Linked DNA regions of Pan troglodytes: region 2 is linked to region 1. The links are chromatin contacts, called in public HiChIP or PLAC-seq maps. All regions are on one chromosome and are shown on one strand. Each heading gives the region's core, a stretch centred on a gene start, on an enhancer-like site or on the middle of the called end of the contact. The rest is flanking DNA. Distances are from core to core; before and after follow the strand shown.

Region 1 (7,846 bases), core at 3,071-5,570:
ACTCTCCTCGGAGGAGGAGGCTGCTTTCTCCCAGCCACAGCCTTCCTGTCCACATGATCAACAGCAGATATTTGTAAATGTCTAAGTACCAAGGCTGTGAAACATTTTCTCACCTCATAAAGTTATGAGAAACACACAAGGATAGAACCAACTGGTAATCTAGCCCAGGCATGGATTCAATCACTGAGAAGACAAATGTTCTCTAAACAAAATTGCTGCTGTGAGAAATACAATGACAGCAACGACAATAATAATAAAGTTCAAAAACTGGGGCAAACAGAAATCTACAACCTATTATTTAAGAAGAAAAAAAAGAGTGAAAAGCAGGACACTGAAAACAGTTATATTCTCATCTTTGGAAAAATATTCCAGTCAATTTCCTCAACTTCCAAGCTATTTTTCTGAACCACATAGCTGAGACCAGAATGGGAACCTCTATGCTCATCACTGAAAACCCTTCGCATATGGCTCCCTAGGATATGACCACATTTGCACACTCCTTCTTGCAGTGCCGGTCCAAATCCTCCTTCAGTCTCAAGGACTACTTCAAATGTCATCCTTCTATGGAAGTTTCTAGATCCATCCACTAGGGACCCTCTCTATGACTGTTCCTCTCCAAACTTCTAATGCAAAATCATTTTTGCCTCTCATGACACCATCATCCCCAATTTGATTCCTTGGCGTATGTCAGTTTCTATCACTGGAATGTATTACTTTAGGGCAGCGAAGATCATACTCATGATGCCTGTATCTCAGTAAGTGTTCAGTAATGTGTGTTAAATCTACGTTATTTCCTATTTAAAAATTAAGCTGCAAAACTTTCAACATTCTATAGCTGCCACGTAACTATAATTTAGTTTAAAAAAACGCTTAGCGCAATTGGCTACGAAAGTTCTTTTCAGTGCATTTACATTCAATACTGTCACCTGGAAAACAAAAATTTCAAGTTCAGCTGTTAATTTGTTTAACATCACTGTCGTGCATTTTAAATCATTGTCCAAGTTTTTCTTTGTCACTGCCACCATGACAACAAATTTTATACCTACTTCTTGTCTATTAGCTGCTCCAGAAAAGCTCAGAATGACAAGAATGTTGCTTGGCTTCCCAAATATAGCTCTAAAAAGATCTCCATTTTCCTTTCATTCCAAAATTCTTTGGTGACAATAAAAAGCATGAAGATTTCGTTTTCCATACTGCCTTATCCATTAGGAGTTATTTTCAGAGTGGAAACAGCAATATGGCCTATAAAAGTCATCACATTTGGCTAAGGCACTGAAAATAGCCCAGGTTTCCCGGCACGGTTCACGGCAAAGACTATTAATATGATCCTATTGAATAATGTAGCTGTTACCCAGCCTTAAACTTGGGATGCTTTCAGGATTTAAACAGCTAAGAATGAGGATCACAAACTAAATTTAAAACATTCCACTAAAAATGATATTAAACTGAAAACTATAAATTAAGCTTGTTTCTAAGCAACAATCTAAATAGTCAAAGCTTAGTGAAAACACTTTCAAAAATAGCCTACTGCTTCAGAGCTTCCATTGACTCCTTACTGCCAAATGTATACATAAAAATGCACGATATGTAAACCAATTTGAAAGTCAACAAATCTCCAAAATGCAAAGTGAATTGTTCACTAAAATAAAAAATATCAGTCAACAAGAACCCAAAATGCATAAAACGCCTTTGATTTTTAAGGAGCAATTGTGATGACACATATCACTCCTCTACACTAGCTTTCCTTTCACTTAAAAATCAGTCTATAGGTCAAGCGGCTGATATGAGAGAACCATGCCTTATTAAGTCAAAACTATTTGGAGAACTAAAATAAAAGGCCCAATTTACTACAAAAGCCATCATCAAAATTTTACTAAAAATTCAGAAATTATTACTGGTTTTTAAACTACTAGATGAAGAATCCTTATTGCATCTCGCAACCCTAAAGGATTCTATGGAAATAGCAAAGAAGGTTCACTTTCGCAGATTTTCCATGGCTCTGCCCATTAACAAGGGTGAAATTATCAAATCCCCAACTATCAGCAGTGAAAATCAGACTTGAACATTTTAAACAGAAGAGAGGGAACACTGACCTTGTTAACACAGAAATCTGCCTGGCGTCCTGGGTTTTGTTTACGATCTAACCTAACAAAACTATATATCAGCTCTACAGACCATTAGTCAGATGTTTGTGTTTGGGTTAATTGTCAGGTGATTAAAATATTGAGGGTAACAGAAACCCATTCTGAGTGGATTAAGTAAACAAATTCAACCTTTCTGGGGAACAAGAAACACCACACACACACACACACACACACACACACACACACACACACACACACACACACACCCCACACACCCTCTTTCTTTTTCCTCGTCCTTCCCCTTCCCACCTTTTGGGGATGAAGGCACCAAATCATTTCCACTTGCCAGAGAGCCTTGTCTCAATAGCTAGTTTCCTTACTGTGCGCCACAGAGGGGAGCTGATTCACATAAGTGGGCAGGTTTCGTTTGAAATCTTAAAGTTCTCATTTTCTATGCAAAGAATGGAAACTCCATTTTCCCAAAAGTTCAAATCAAAACTTGCCAGTTTTACAAGTGGAAATTAGCAGTCCTCCTCCCCGTTTCTCCTTCCATTGCCAGGCTCAGCTCCTCTCACCCCAAGTACCTTCCTCCACATCTCTCCTCTCCCTCTCCAGAAAGCCCTACCTCCAGAGGGTGGGAGGAAGTTAAAGCGGCCCCCGCTGTTTACGCCCGGCCCTGCCCTCTCCCGCTCCTGCACTGATTCTGCTCAGGTCTTGATAGGAAGAGGGGGGCGTCCACGCCCCGCTCGCTCCATCCCACCCCATCCTTCGGCGGGAGCAGCCAGATCGGGCCAAGAGTGGGAGGCGCTCCCAGATCTGCCTTTCTCTGCAGCTCCTTGCAGCTCCTGCGAAGCTGCTTCCCAAACACCGAGAACCTTTTCCACCCAGGAAATGTGGGTCCAGCCCTTCCCCAAAGTAGAGGCTGGAAACCACCAGCGAGTCTCTACACCGGTATATTAAGGGGGTGAAAGTAAGGACCAGTCAAGAATGGTAGCGCATTCGGCTTCTAGACTCCAGAGAAGGAGAACAATGTCTTGAAACCAGGTGCAGAACCTCCACCTCTCCTGAGCATCGTCTCGGGAAGAACCAATCCATCCACCCCACCCCAATCACTACCACCAAGTAATGGGGCAGCAGGCTGCTAGGACCTAAAGCGCTGGCCTCAGCGGCAGCAGCGCCCACATCTGGACACGGCCCTCTCCCAGTGGGCCTCCCGAAGGCACAGGACCAGATGCACACAATGGGCATCCCCACACCTGCTGGGCGATGGCCCACCTCCCCCAAGCTGCTCTCCCGGGTCCGCTGAGCGGTACCAGGCACCCCCGAGACACGCGCTTACAACCACGCGCGCAGCGAGAGGTGAACAATGGGGGGTCAAATTCGCCAGGAAACACGTCCCAGCCTTCTCCCCCGGCCAGAAGCGACCGCAGCGGAGGGAGTGGGCATAGGGGTCGCACTGGACGCAGACAGGGAGCTGGGAGAACCGGGCGACCCGGGGCCGCTTCCCGTGGGGCGCGGAAGGGACAGAAGGGATCCCCAGCCAGGGTGGCTGCTCCGCTCCCCCCCCGGCCTCCACCGTGTGGGCATCCCGAGGAAGGGGCGCCCCGATGAAGGGGCACCGGAGAGTCCCGGGCTTACGGAACGTCCCGGGGGTGCGAAGTCGGGTCCGGCTGGGACCCCGGCGCCGCCCCCGGCCCGCGTCTACTCTAGCCCCGCGCCCGCCCCGGGAACTCGGTTACCGCCGCCTCCGCTGCGGCCCCCGCCGCGTCCTCCGGGGCCCGGGACAAGTCGGGCTCGCAGCTCGCGCCGTCCGTCGCCATCTTCCTGCTCTAGCGGATCCGAATGCGAGCTCGGAGCCGCGGCTCCGGACTCAGCCGTCTCCGCGCGGGCGGCACTTAACCCGCTGCTGTCCGGGACGCGGGCGCCTGGAGCCGGGAGCCGGGAGCCGGGAGCCGCGGCACTCCCTCCGCCCCTCGCCACCGCCCTCGCCGCTTAACCCGCTGCGCGCCGGAGCGCCCCGCCTCGGTCCCGCCCCGCGCCCCGCGTCCCGCGCCCGGTGGCGCCAGCCGCGGGCTCGTGGAGGTGCGAGAAATGGGCGCACGACCTGGCTCCGCTGCGGCCCTGCGCGGGGACTGGGGATCAAAGACCACGGAAGAGGTGAAGGCAGAAAGCGCCCGAGGAGCGTTGCATTCCGCAGAACCCCCACCAAGCCGGAGAAATCCGTGCACAGACCAGATTAAATGTCAGGCCTCCTGAATCTGAATTCTCTGAAAGATCAGGGAAAATCCTACACTTCAGCTCCCTCTATCCCACCGCGAGGAATCACACAGGGCACCCCTTTCTTCTTAAATTGCTCTTTCTTAAATTTCATTGCCGCCAGGGTGTTTTTATTCTCCCTATATATATACACACCTGGCTCTGATTTATTCTATCGTTGACTCTAGTGTTTCTCCAAAAACAATTCTCAGATGAAAACGATTTGTCTGTCCTGTTTTCTTTTAGAACGTGGCACCAGCCCCTCAGCTCCTAACTTTCTATACAATCTCCTTTTCAGGAAATGTGTAGCGGGCTGTTTTATATTCTGTGACCCCCCTAAGTCTGAGATCTCTCCTGAAGGACTAACTGAGAAGTGTTAAATGTCATAGCTTTAAAAGCTAAATGTCATGTCCTCTACTTTTGAGAGAATTTTAAAAAATTACTCCCTACGTGTGAGGACACGTGTACATATACACCAAAAACAACCAAACAAAAGCCGTATTTGTAAAAATAGATTTTATGGGAATTACACGTCTCAGAAGATTTTTCATGAGATGAGTGAATTAGGCCCAAACGCTTAATCTTCCCTTTCCACATCTAATTCATTTCCTACCCTTTGCTGCCAATTTCCAGAATGTGAAAATCTATCACCTCACCAAGACCATATGGTACAGCCCTTCCCAAATCACCAGATCCCTAAAAATGTGTCGAATGCATAAAATCAAATTGAGACATTCAAGCTGTGTCTCAAAGACGTAAAATCAAACCAAAACCAAATCTTGCACTTGAAATTTTGGAAGATGAATGACTAGAATGTTCAGTCCAAGGGTTACAGATCAAAGCTTTTTTTTTTTTTTTTTCCTTTTTTTCTTTCTTTCTTTCTTTCTTCTTCTTTTTTTAATGGCAGGCTCCTAATGAAAGGTTTTGACTCTTTAATTGCTCCACTTTCCAAATTAGACCCAAATATGACACAAACCAGGGCAGAGAAAATCTTTTCTGCAAAGACCCTGAAAGGGATTGATTAATAAACTGTGAAAAGTTCCCTCCCAGAAGAGAGGTCAAGAAAGAACTTTACCTAGAACTCTGGGGCTAAAAGTCAGAGGCTTAGAAATCATCTCCAGGTTATCCTGTGAGTACAGGTACTTATTTATTTATTTATTTATTTATTTATTTATTTATATTGGCTCTGATAGTTACTCCCTCACTTATCCCTTTAATATCCATCCCTGTTCATTATACCACTTCCCTTTATTAAGTATACTCTCTAAAACTGCTCAATATTAGAATAACTAGATTTCTTTAAGATGAAAGAAAACCACTGGACAGTAAAAGTTAGATGTCAAACTGATAGTAAAAATTTAAAGTCCAAGGGCATTCCTTGTTCTTTTCAAAATGCACTTTCACACATTGCAAGGCAATCAATTTTCTTGATTCTGATGTTGAATACTTCTCAAGCAATTAACTGGCAAACTTCTGGAAAAAATAATAATAATAAGTTTTACTCAGGGTTAAGAGTTAGAAATATGAAATGACACCATCTCTGGGAAGCAAATCCCTTTTATACATGCAGCCCAATTTTTAAAAAAAAATCACTGGGAAAAAAATAGCTTGTATTCACCTAAATACAGTTAAAGCAGGATCATGTTACAAGGAAATCAGTCCTTGCCCACCCCCCTCCACCGCAAACCCCCACCCATCATTTTTTGTTTGTTTTTGTGAAATGGAAAAAAAATAAATAAAACAGTGATAAAAATCACAGGACACCACATTCTCTAACCACCAAAATCCAGTACCTGGGAAGGAGAATTGACAGCATTCTGTTTCCACCTTAAAACCAGCACTGTTGAAGGTTGGCTGAGGATCTCACCTACTGCACAGAAGTGGCACACTAGGAGTTAACTTCCTCACCAGTAGCCTGGCCTGGGGCTGCTTCTCCACCAGGAGGACACTTGCTGGTTTAAATTCTCTCTTGAGAATTAGTCTCTGCTACTATTGCAAATTAACTCTTTCTAAGACTTTCTTTGCACAAAGGCAGGCTCTATTACTGTCAAAGCAAATAGATGTGAAAGGGTATTGACTTGATGGCTCCAGAAATTAAATCTTTTGAAGCCTCATTAAACAGCTAAATAATAATAATAATTAATAATAAAAATAAAAGATATCCCAGGGTTACAGTGAAAATTACTGAAAGGCAGGGTAAAAAAGGAGAAAGATAGAAGTATAAACAGGAGGAAAATAAATCCCTACAACAAAAATGAATCATGAGTCTTAATCAGTAAATTCCTTTTGGCATTAAAATGGAAGGAGTAATACTGAATATATTGCAAATAGAGAAAACTATTATTTACATCCTTTTTTTGGATCATAACGATGCTGATGACCCACTGACTAAAGAATTTGAGGGTAATTATTTTCCGAACCCTGGAATAGAGGTATTTGTGCTGAGCTATGGCACACTCTCTAAGGGTGAAATGACCAGGGAAATGAGTTCTTAAAGGTGGGAATGCAGACAGATGTTTGGGAGCCAAGTGGTTTTCTGATTAAACCATGTCCTTGGCTTCATCAGCCATATCCTCCAACCCACTAAACCAAAAACCCAGAGAGTTATACATATGATACAACATGATGCTTCCTTCCATGTGAAAAGATAAAGGAATATACACAGAACCTAAAACTGTTTCTGTCATGGAGTAAGAGAATTATTTATTTCAGTCAAATGACAACATTTACGTTAATTCCAAAGAGCAATCCATATGTCATCATGTGTTAGTATTGCCAAATGACAAAATTATTGAGTAGCAAATCATTTCTGACTGTATCCTCAAGCCTATAGTTATACAATTTAAATATTGCAGACCATGCTTGTCCCTGTCTGCAGCATGGTGACCAACCTAGGAAGCCCCAAATCTTGACGTCAGGAACTCCGCAGATGAGCTCTGAGTGTCCATTGCCAGAAACAAGTTTTCCTGTGACCTAACTACATTCCCTCATAGTCAGCTTGTCATTATCTACATGTGCCTCAGGCTTTTTGTGGATTTTACTCAGTAAATTTAATTCTAATCTAGTTAGCCACTCTTGTCAACAATCTATGGTTTTGGAAGGCCTCCTCCACCAACTGCAGTTGGTGTGTGCCAAAGGAATGCAAGCTAATTTTACCTAAGCTAAAGCAAAACATAATTAGGGAATTAAATCTGCTATGTAGGAAGCAAGCCAAAGCGAAACATAAATAATTATCATAATCACTCCCAGCCCCTTATAATACAACCTTTAACTGGGAACTGTATCTGTTCATTCAATTGCTGAAATGATGTACAAATATAAGATTTGACTGCAAGGTTAGAGCCACATTAAGAAAATCATCCCCCGGTACAGTCACTCTAAGAACAGAAACCAGCTAATACCAAACAATGAAGTAGTGTTGGTTCCATTCTCTTGCATGGTTTTTACATTTTAAATCATTAGTTGTTGGTTTGGATGCTTATCTGCAGAAGTCATTTACAAGAGTA
Region 2 (7,846 bases), core at 3,020-5,519, 320 kb after region 1:
TAGTGAGCAAAGTGTATCATGTTTACACAGTTCTACAGATTGGCCCCATCTACTTTGTTAACAAGCAGTCTTGCCTTTTCCTGTGTCTCCCTAATCTTGCTAACCTCTGATTCACCAACCACCATTACTATGCCACCTAGGATTTGCTGTCTGCCTCATTTCTTTTCTTTTTCATTTTTAGATAGGGTTTCACTCTATTGCTCAAGCTGGAGGGCAGTAGCTCCAACATGGCTCTCTGCAGCCTCAACCTCCCTGGCTCAAGCTATCCTCCTGCCTCAGCCTCCCAAGTAGCTGGCACTACATGTGCATGACACCACGCTCAGCTAATTTTTTTTTTTTTTTTTTTGGTGGAGATGGGGTTTTGCCATTTTGCCCAGGCTAGCCTCAAACTCCTGGACTCAAGCAATCTTCCTACCTCAGGCTCCCATAGTGCTGAAATTACACGTGAGCCACTGGGTTTGGCCTCATCACCTTTCTTAAGCTCTGTCTTCAAATCACTTTTTTTCTGCCTCTCCATTCTTTTATTAGTTATTAACCTCTGTGAGCACAGAATATGCCTCTCCATTCTTACTGCTACAAATCAGAAACGCATACCTGAACTCCTGCTGGCCTTTTTATCTTCAGTTTTTACCTTCGCTAAATATTAATGTCAGGACCAAGCGTGATGATTCACGCCTGTAATCCCAGCACTTTGGGAGGCCGACATGGGCGGATCACCTGAGGTTGGGATTTTGAGACCAGCCTGGCCAACATGGTGAAACCCCGTCTCTACTAAAAATACAAAAATTAGCCAAGCGTGGTGGTGCATGTCTGTAATCCCAGCTACTCGGGAGTCTGAGGCAGGAGAATCGCTTGAACCCGGGAGGCAGAGGTTGCAGTGAGCCTAGATCGCACCACTGCACTCCAGCCTGGGTAACAAAACGAGACTCCATCTCAAAAAAAAAAAAAAAAAATTAATGTCAGGTCATTTTCCTAAAGTGTATTTGCACTTCTTCTCAAGCACTGATTTAAGTCTTACCTGTTTTGTAAAACCTCCTAAGATTTGAACTCATATCCATCTTTCCCTTCCTTAAGCACTTAAAATGTGCACAGCTCAATCTATCCAATCATAAAAAATGGCCATGAACAAAACACCGTATTGGAATAAGCTTTGGGACTTAAAAAAAAAAAAAGGTTATTTATGGTATAGTCTATGTCCTTGAATAACAATGAGTACTCATTATATATCAGGCTCTTCAAGTATTACTTTTAGTTCCTCAACAATTAGATGTAGTTTTGTGTAGTTTTCCTCATTTTACAGATGGGGAAACAGGCACAGGAGGTTAAGTATGCTCAAAGTCAAACAAATAAAAATTCAGGCAGTTCATGAGTCAGTGTTCTTAATAATGATCCTAAACTGCTTCTCAATTAACAAATCACTTATATTTGATCTTTTCCATCCCTTAAGTAATGGAGTTAAATCTACCTGTCTTTATTACCCTAAATGAAAAAAGTAAGTAAAGCACTTTGTAATTTATAGTGTTAAATGAAGACTATCAATTACCTTTATTTGTAATTTGGAATATTCATTTTTTTCATGCAATAATTATTTCATTTTTATAAGTAAAGGTCTGTAACTATTCAGGAATTTCCTTGTAAGTAGAGACGCATGATCTACTTATGTCCTTTTCTGCCTAGGAGAACTCTAGTTAGATCTATTCAATATATATTACTGATTGGTTAACACCTTTGCAACTTGTAGGGAAGTAAAGCATAAACGCGTAAAAGGAAATAAAAGTTCTCATCACATAAGGTTAAAAATATTATTTTATTTTAAAAAACTGCTATTGTGATAGTTTTCCATAAACTATTCAGAGAAGCGCAAATTCAGTTTCCTAGGATTCTACTAGAAGTCTGATCCTTTAGGTTAAGGTTTTCTGCTCAAGATTTAGATTCAGAAGTAATGGAATAAAATTATCTATTACAAGCATACTTTGGTTGATACTTTATCAGTGATATAATGTCATTTAAATGAGCATTACTTTGAGAGGTTTCGACTTAAGGGGCAAGTTTCACTGTTAACTCCTAATTTTTTAGTAGTCAGATGTTTATGTGTATCAGTTTTCCCTTATTGGAGCTTTAACGTAATTCTCCTTTATGAGATGCTAAGGTTTCTACATTCATGTACTCCCAAGGGTACATGGCTAATATAGATAAATCACATATGTAATGTTTGCATCCAGATGTAATTCATTTTGTCTTAATAAACCGACTTTTATTTATCCATAGGTTTTCTCGCTACATCTGTGATCCTTACAGACTACAGAAAATATAGCGATTTTAAGACACATGTAAAAAAGTTCCCAGCCAAAGAGATTTTGTGATGCTCCATAAACACTGTTCATCTGTTATTTATCTGGCATATTAATTTAATGACAACTACACAGGGCAATAGACTTACAAAAGCACACTCTACGGGATGAAAAGCCGTAGGGAGTATTCTTTTTTTTTTTTTTTTTTTTTGAGATGGAGTATCGCTCTGTCGCCCAGGCTGGAACGCAGTGGCACAATCTTCGCTCACCGCAAACTTCACCTCCCAGGTTCTAGTGGTTCTCCTGCCTCTGCCTCCCTGGTATATGGGACTACAGGCGCCCGCCACCATGCTGGCTAATTTTTTTATTTTAGTAGAGAGGGGGTTTCACCACGTTGGCCAGGATGGTGTTGATCTCTTGACCTCGTGATCCACCTGCTTTGGCCTCCCAAAGTGCTGGGATTACAGATGTTAGCAACTGCACCCGGCCTCATTTTTATAAGATCACACAGAGGTTTTTTTGTTTGTTTGTTTTTGAAATGGAGTTTCGCTTTTGTCGCCCAGGCTGGAGTGGAATGGCGTGATCTCAGCTCACTGTAACCTCCGCCTCCCGGGTTGAAGCAATTCTCCTGCCTCACCCTCCAGAGTAGCTGGGGTTACAGGAACCCACCAACATGCCCAGCAATTTCTTTTTTTAACAAAACTCCTAACACCTCGTTAATCATTAATTAGTCTTTGGGTTTTGGTTCAACACCTAACATTTGCAAATCACACAATTATCTTTGTTCTTTCATTAGCGGAAGACACTTTCATTTGTTACCCTGAGAATATGAGACATTCACAATCTAATTCCTGACTACATTTGATTTCAAACAGATAGGAATAAGTTCCAGAATATAAAATATTAACTATTTGGGAGTATCTTGTGGGTATGCTCTAATTAAGAAATGCTTCCTTTTCCGAGGAAAACTGCTGACATTGCAAGAGTTATTACAAAGCCACAATTCTTAAGAAAATACATGTTTAACTGAAATTATAAAGATATTTTGCAAAAAAGGGAAATCGCTCCTGCTGGTGTTTTGTGTATAAATCTCTTTCTAACTTCAAGCTCTCTCAAGTTAGGGCAACAGTAAATAGAGTGGGAACAGTATCGCACTGGGAAATATCTGAAATGATACCTATGGGACTATCTAAGGAAACTGAGGTCCAAAAGAATTGAAGTGACCTGTGCAATGACACCAATTTGTTAGCAGAGCCAAGATTAGAACCAAGTTTGGTGCCTTCCTGCATCGGTCCTTTCTCGGTGCTGCAGCAGCCTTTTACTTACTAATTTCACCCTGGAGAAAGGTAGACCATCCTGGCGTGGCAGAAGCGTGGACATTCGTTTTCTAAGGGATGGTCACACACCTTTGCCTATTTGCATTTAGTTTCTTTAAAAAGTAAAAACATCTCCATTTTGGAACACTTTTAGAGACAAAAGCAGAACATACGAAAGTGTATTTCACTGCTGAGTTCTTAAGAGGCGTACACCGTGTGGTTATAACGTGCGCAACTCTGTCCCGGGCAACTGAACTTATTTTTAGCGTTATTTTCGGCTTCTGCTGCAGAAAACTAGGGATTCAACTACCGCACCTACATTTCACACAACAGCACTCGTCTCTCTCCTTCACTCCTAATAAAAACACCTTATTTCGTTTATTCCTGCCTGCTCTACCTCGTCTCAACATTTTCTCTTGTTAACTTCCACCACACTGCCTTTTCCTCGGATTGGAAACCCACTCTCCCCCAACTTCTGTCTCATACCCCACCTTCAGGAAGCGTCTTCCTTTTTTCCGCCTCTCGTTCGCTTTTGTCTTACGCGGCTTCCGGAACACGGCCCAGAATTACAGAGAAAACACACTGCGCACGCGCACTCTCTCGTCACCGCTGTGCGGCTTCTGTTTGGTTGGCCAGTTCGTCCCAATTTCCGACTCACAGGGCTGCGGAGCAGCAACTCTCACGATATTTGGTGCGACCCGCAGGCGCTAGCCGCTCCCGGGTTCTGGCGCGCCCTTTCAGTTCTGCTTGTTGTCCGCACCGCTGCGTTACCCGGAACTGCCGGGCGGAACAGCATGACGTCCGCTTTGGAGAACTACATCAACCGTATCCTCAAGCTGGCCGCCGCGGGCGTGAGCCGGGGTCGCGGACAGGCCGCCGGTCGGAGATCGGTGGGAGGTTGGGAGGCCTGGCATCGGCGGGATCCTGGGGGCGGGCGAGGAGATGAGGGCCCCGGAACGACCCAGAGTTCGCCCGCGGCGCCTCGAGCCTTCCCGCTGCTGCGGGCCCAGGGGTCCTTTCCATTTGCCTGCAAAAGCCAAATAAAAACCCAGTGTGATTATTCCGAACTTTTCTGTCTTAAAAAAATGTACGCTCTTGATTCTTCCTTACTATTTCCCTATGGCATAAGTGTTAATGTTTGTGAATAAGATGAACAGTCGTCCTGGCGGCGACAACAGTTTTGCAAATCTTTGTACTTGTTTTATTCACATAATTTGCTCGTTCGAGGATAGCAAAAAGTTTAACGATGGTTCACAGACTGTTTCTGTCCCTTTACCACTTGAAGTCCCAACTTGTTGGTAGAATGAAAAAAATGCTTGCTGTTGTAATGGATTATAGTGAGGAGCAAGTAACAACCCCATGGGAAGTCTTAAAATAGACTTTACAAGTGTTACCGTTTTAAAGTCTCAGGACAAAAACACTACGTTATGCTCAGGTACAAACTGGGTGACAAAAATTAAATACCGAATGCTTTTAATGATGCGTTATTGGTACCCTGTGACACTGCTTATATAGTTTCTTTACTTTTGAATTACAGAAGCCTGTCCTGGAAGACAGTTTTTTAACATGCTGGAAAATCGTCCAACATCGATTAATTTAGTACTCATCCACTTTTCATTTTAGAAATAAACAGGCCTAAGAAACGAAATATCCTGCCTGAAATAATAGATTGGTAACCTTCCTAGTAGAAAAGTGTCAAAAATCCAGGATATTTTGAGATAAGATACACCGATCACATACAGAAAGGCTTTCTTTTTCTATTTTTTCCCTTTTTTAATCATGTAATTATCACAAAGACAAAAACAGAAGCTTTTTTTAAGTTTTTTTTTTTTTTTCTTTTTTTGAGTCGAGGGTCTCACTGTGTTGCCCAGGCTGGAGTGCAGTGGCTTGATCATGGCTCAATGCAACCTTGAACTCCTGAGCCCAAGCAATCCTCCTGCCTCTGCCTCTGCCTCCTGAGTAGCTGGGACTATAGGTCACCAGGCCAGGGTAATAGAGATGAGGGTATCGCTGTGTTGCCCAAGCTAGATCCTCCTGCCTTGGCGTCGAAGAAACTTTTAACGTTTTTATGTAGTGAACTCAGTGGCTGTGTTGAATACTTTTACCTAGTTGTCATATTTCTTCTAAAAATTCAAATCATTCCCTTGCCAGAGTCTGTTTTCAATTTGCATTCCCTAAGAAACACTTTCTTTGATTCAGTTATCAGGAACTGTTGCCGTTATTACATCAGATGGGAGAATGATTGTGGTAAGTCTTTGGAATTTTCATTCTCTGCTTTCCTGTAGGTTTATTGGTTGCAAATTTTATGTGAAACCTCTAATCTCTAATGCCTAGACAGCACATTACACCCGTAGTGCAATTTTATTATAATTCAGCTCTTTATCACTTTGCTGTCAATCCATGTTTTCCTCACTAATAAACATTGTGTGTTACCTACAAGGTTTCTCGGAGCTAGAATAATAGATTCTGCCCTCAGAGAGCTCCTAGTCTGTAGACCTTTATTAAACTTACTTTTCTTCTTCCATTTTTATTTCCTTCCCCATTCAGCACCACATGAATCAGAATTTTTTTGAAATTTTGCATATGCTTAGTAACTTTTTAATGATTTAGATACTATTAATATCTAGATAACAACATTTAAGGCTTGTATACAATCTTAATATTCTTTGTTTTTAGGTTGTGTGACATGTCTTCTGTAGGACACATGACTGTAGGATGATTGACTCTCTATATATACACATATATATGTAAAATTGGCTTGTTCCTTGAAGTTGTTTCTCCCTTGCTAATTTATGTCATATAACTAAGATAAAACGTTCCTATAGTGATACTTGTATTTGGAATTTGATCCGAGGAATTCATCTCAAGATTTTTGGGTACTTGGTTATTTCTTCACTTACAATTCATACTCTGAATGCTTTCAAAAGAATTTTAAGGCTACTGAACTTTCTCTATTTTCTAACCTTACCTAGTTTCTTTAAATAATTTGATCCCTTATTTTTCCATTCTTCAGTTTTGCTTTTGTTCATTTTCTTTTTAAGCCTTGTGATTTTTTTTTCACTGGGTCCTTAGTGACTATTATTAGTCAAAGTTCTAGCTTTGTCCTTTACTAAATTTATATCATGTGCCAGGTGCATATGTGTTACATTATTTAATGTACAGTACAAACTTGTGAAGAATAAGTACCCCTGTATTCTAGATTAGGAAACAAGTTCAGAGAAGGTGACTCACTTTCTCAGAGTCACAAGGGTAGCAAGTGACAGAACCAAACTGGGATTTAAATTTGGTTTGACATCAAAGCCAAGGCCAGTTGCCTGGCTTCTTTCTTAAGGAAGCAATGATGTTTGCTTAGGCACCTCACATTGTATTTTTTCAAATATGGACAGTTTGACATATTTTAATTTCAACACTTCAGGAAGCCTATTGCTGTTAGTAGATATTTGCATTTTTTTAAAATTTGGTGAAAACCTTAAGTTTAAATTTTCTTATTTTTGTTAACAGGGTAGATAATAAACTGAGAAATTATTTTTAATTTTAAAGAAGAAGGAAAGTGATATAAAAAGCATCTTAAGTTCTAAAGTTCAGTAGTTCTGTATTTCTTTGACACATAATTTATTTGATGGGATAATGTGTAAAATGAAGTCAAGAAGTTATGAATGGATGTTTATGATAACAACCATTTGCTAACTAGTTCAATAAATATTCCATATTTTGTTTCTCTTCCAAGTTACAGATTTCATTCTCATTTTATTTCATTCTCTTTTTATTTCATTCTCATTTTATATATTTTGACTTTCAGAAGATAAAACAGTTTAAGAACTTGAGAGGTTTAACCATCAAAACCAATGTTAGTTGATATTTCTTCAGAAACTTGAATACCATGTGAGTTACTCTGTTATGCTAGACCCATGTCTTCTTTTATTCAATACTAAGCTTTCATAAAACTCTCCCTGATTATTTCCTTCAAGTTCTGGTTTTAATTAGTATAGTCACATTTGTATCTACCTTACTGGGAGAATTAAACAATAAATCCATATGATACACATTAAACAATACATGTGAGACACACAGAACACTGGTAACTAGTATGTACTCATTAGGTGTTACATGTAACTACTAGTTAAATTTTTAGTATATTTATGGGACTGATTTGAATCTGAAAAATGGCAAATTATATTTACTTGTGTATAATAGTATAGAATGTTATGGTTTAGTGGTCTGGCTCAGGAGCTAGCCTTT

What was found. HiChIP or PLAC-seq counts read pairs in DNA pulled down with a chosen protein or histone mark.
Region 2: an H3K4me3 HiChIP or PLAC-seq map of stem cell-derived excitatory neurons shows a contact between it and region 1, with 5 times the contacts expected there. The contact joins the promoter of LSM8 here to the promoter of CTTNBP2 in region 1. A contact is called at or near these places in 1 of 7 Hi-C or Micro-C datasets (stem cell-derived neural progenitor cells) and 1 of 1 datasets of contacts at active chromatin or transcription factors (stem cell-derived excitatory neurons).

The regions. Positions count from the first base shown.
Region 1 is chr6:133,244,776-133,252,621 of NHGRI_mPanTro3-v2.0_pri, forward strand. CTTNBP2 (cortactin binding protein 2) reads right to left here and starts at 4,321. Exons shown (of 22, transcript XM_009454062.4): 1 at 3,824-4,321. The coding sequence starts at 3,904. It also overlaps the pseudogene LOC107975649.
Region 2 is chr6:133,563,978-133,571,823 of NHGRI_mPanTro3-v2.0_pri, forward strand. It overlaps LSM8 (LSM8 homolog, U6 small nuclear RNA associated), which reads left to right and starts at 4,270. Exons shown (of 4, transcript XM_063815544.1): 1 at 4,270-4,497; 2 at 5,807-5,854. The coding sequence starts at 4,402. LOC107975927 (a long non-coding RNA gene) reads right to left here and starts at 4,195. Exons shown (of 3, transcript XR_008549056.2): 1 at 4,099-4,195.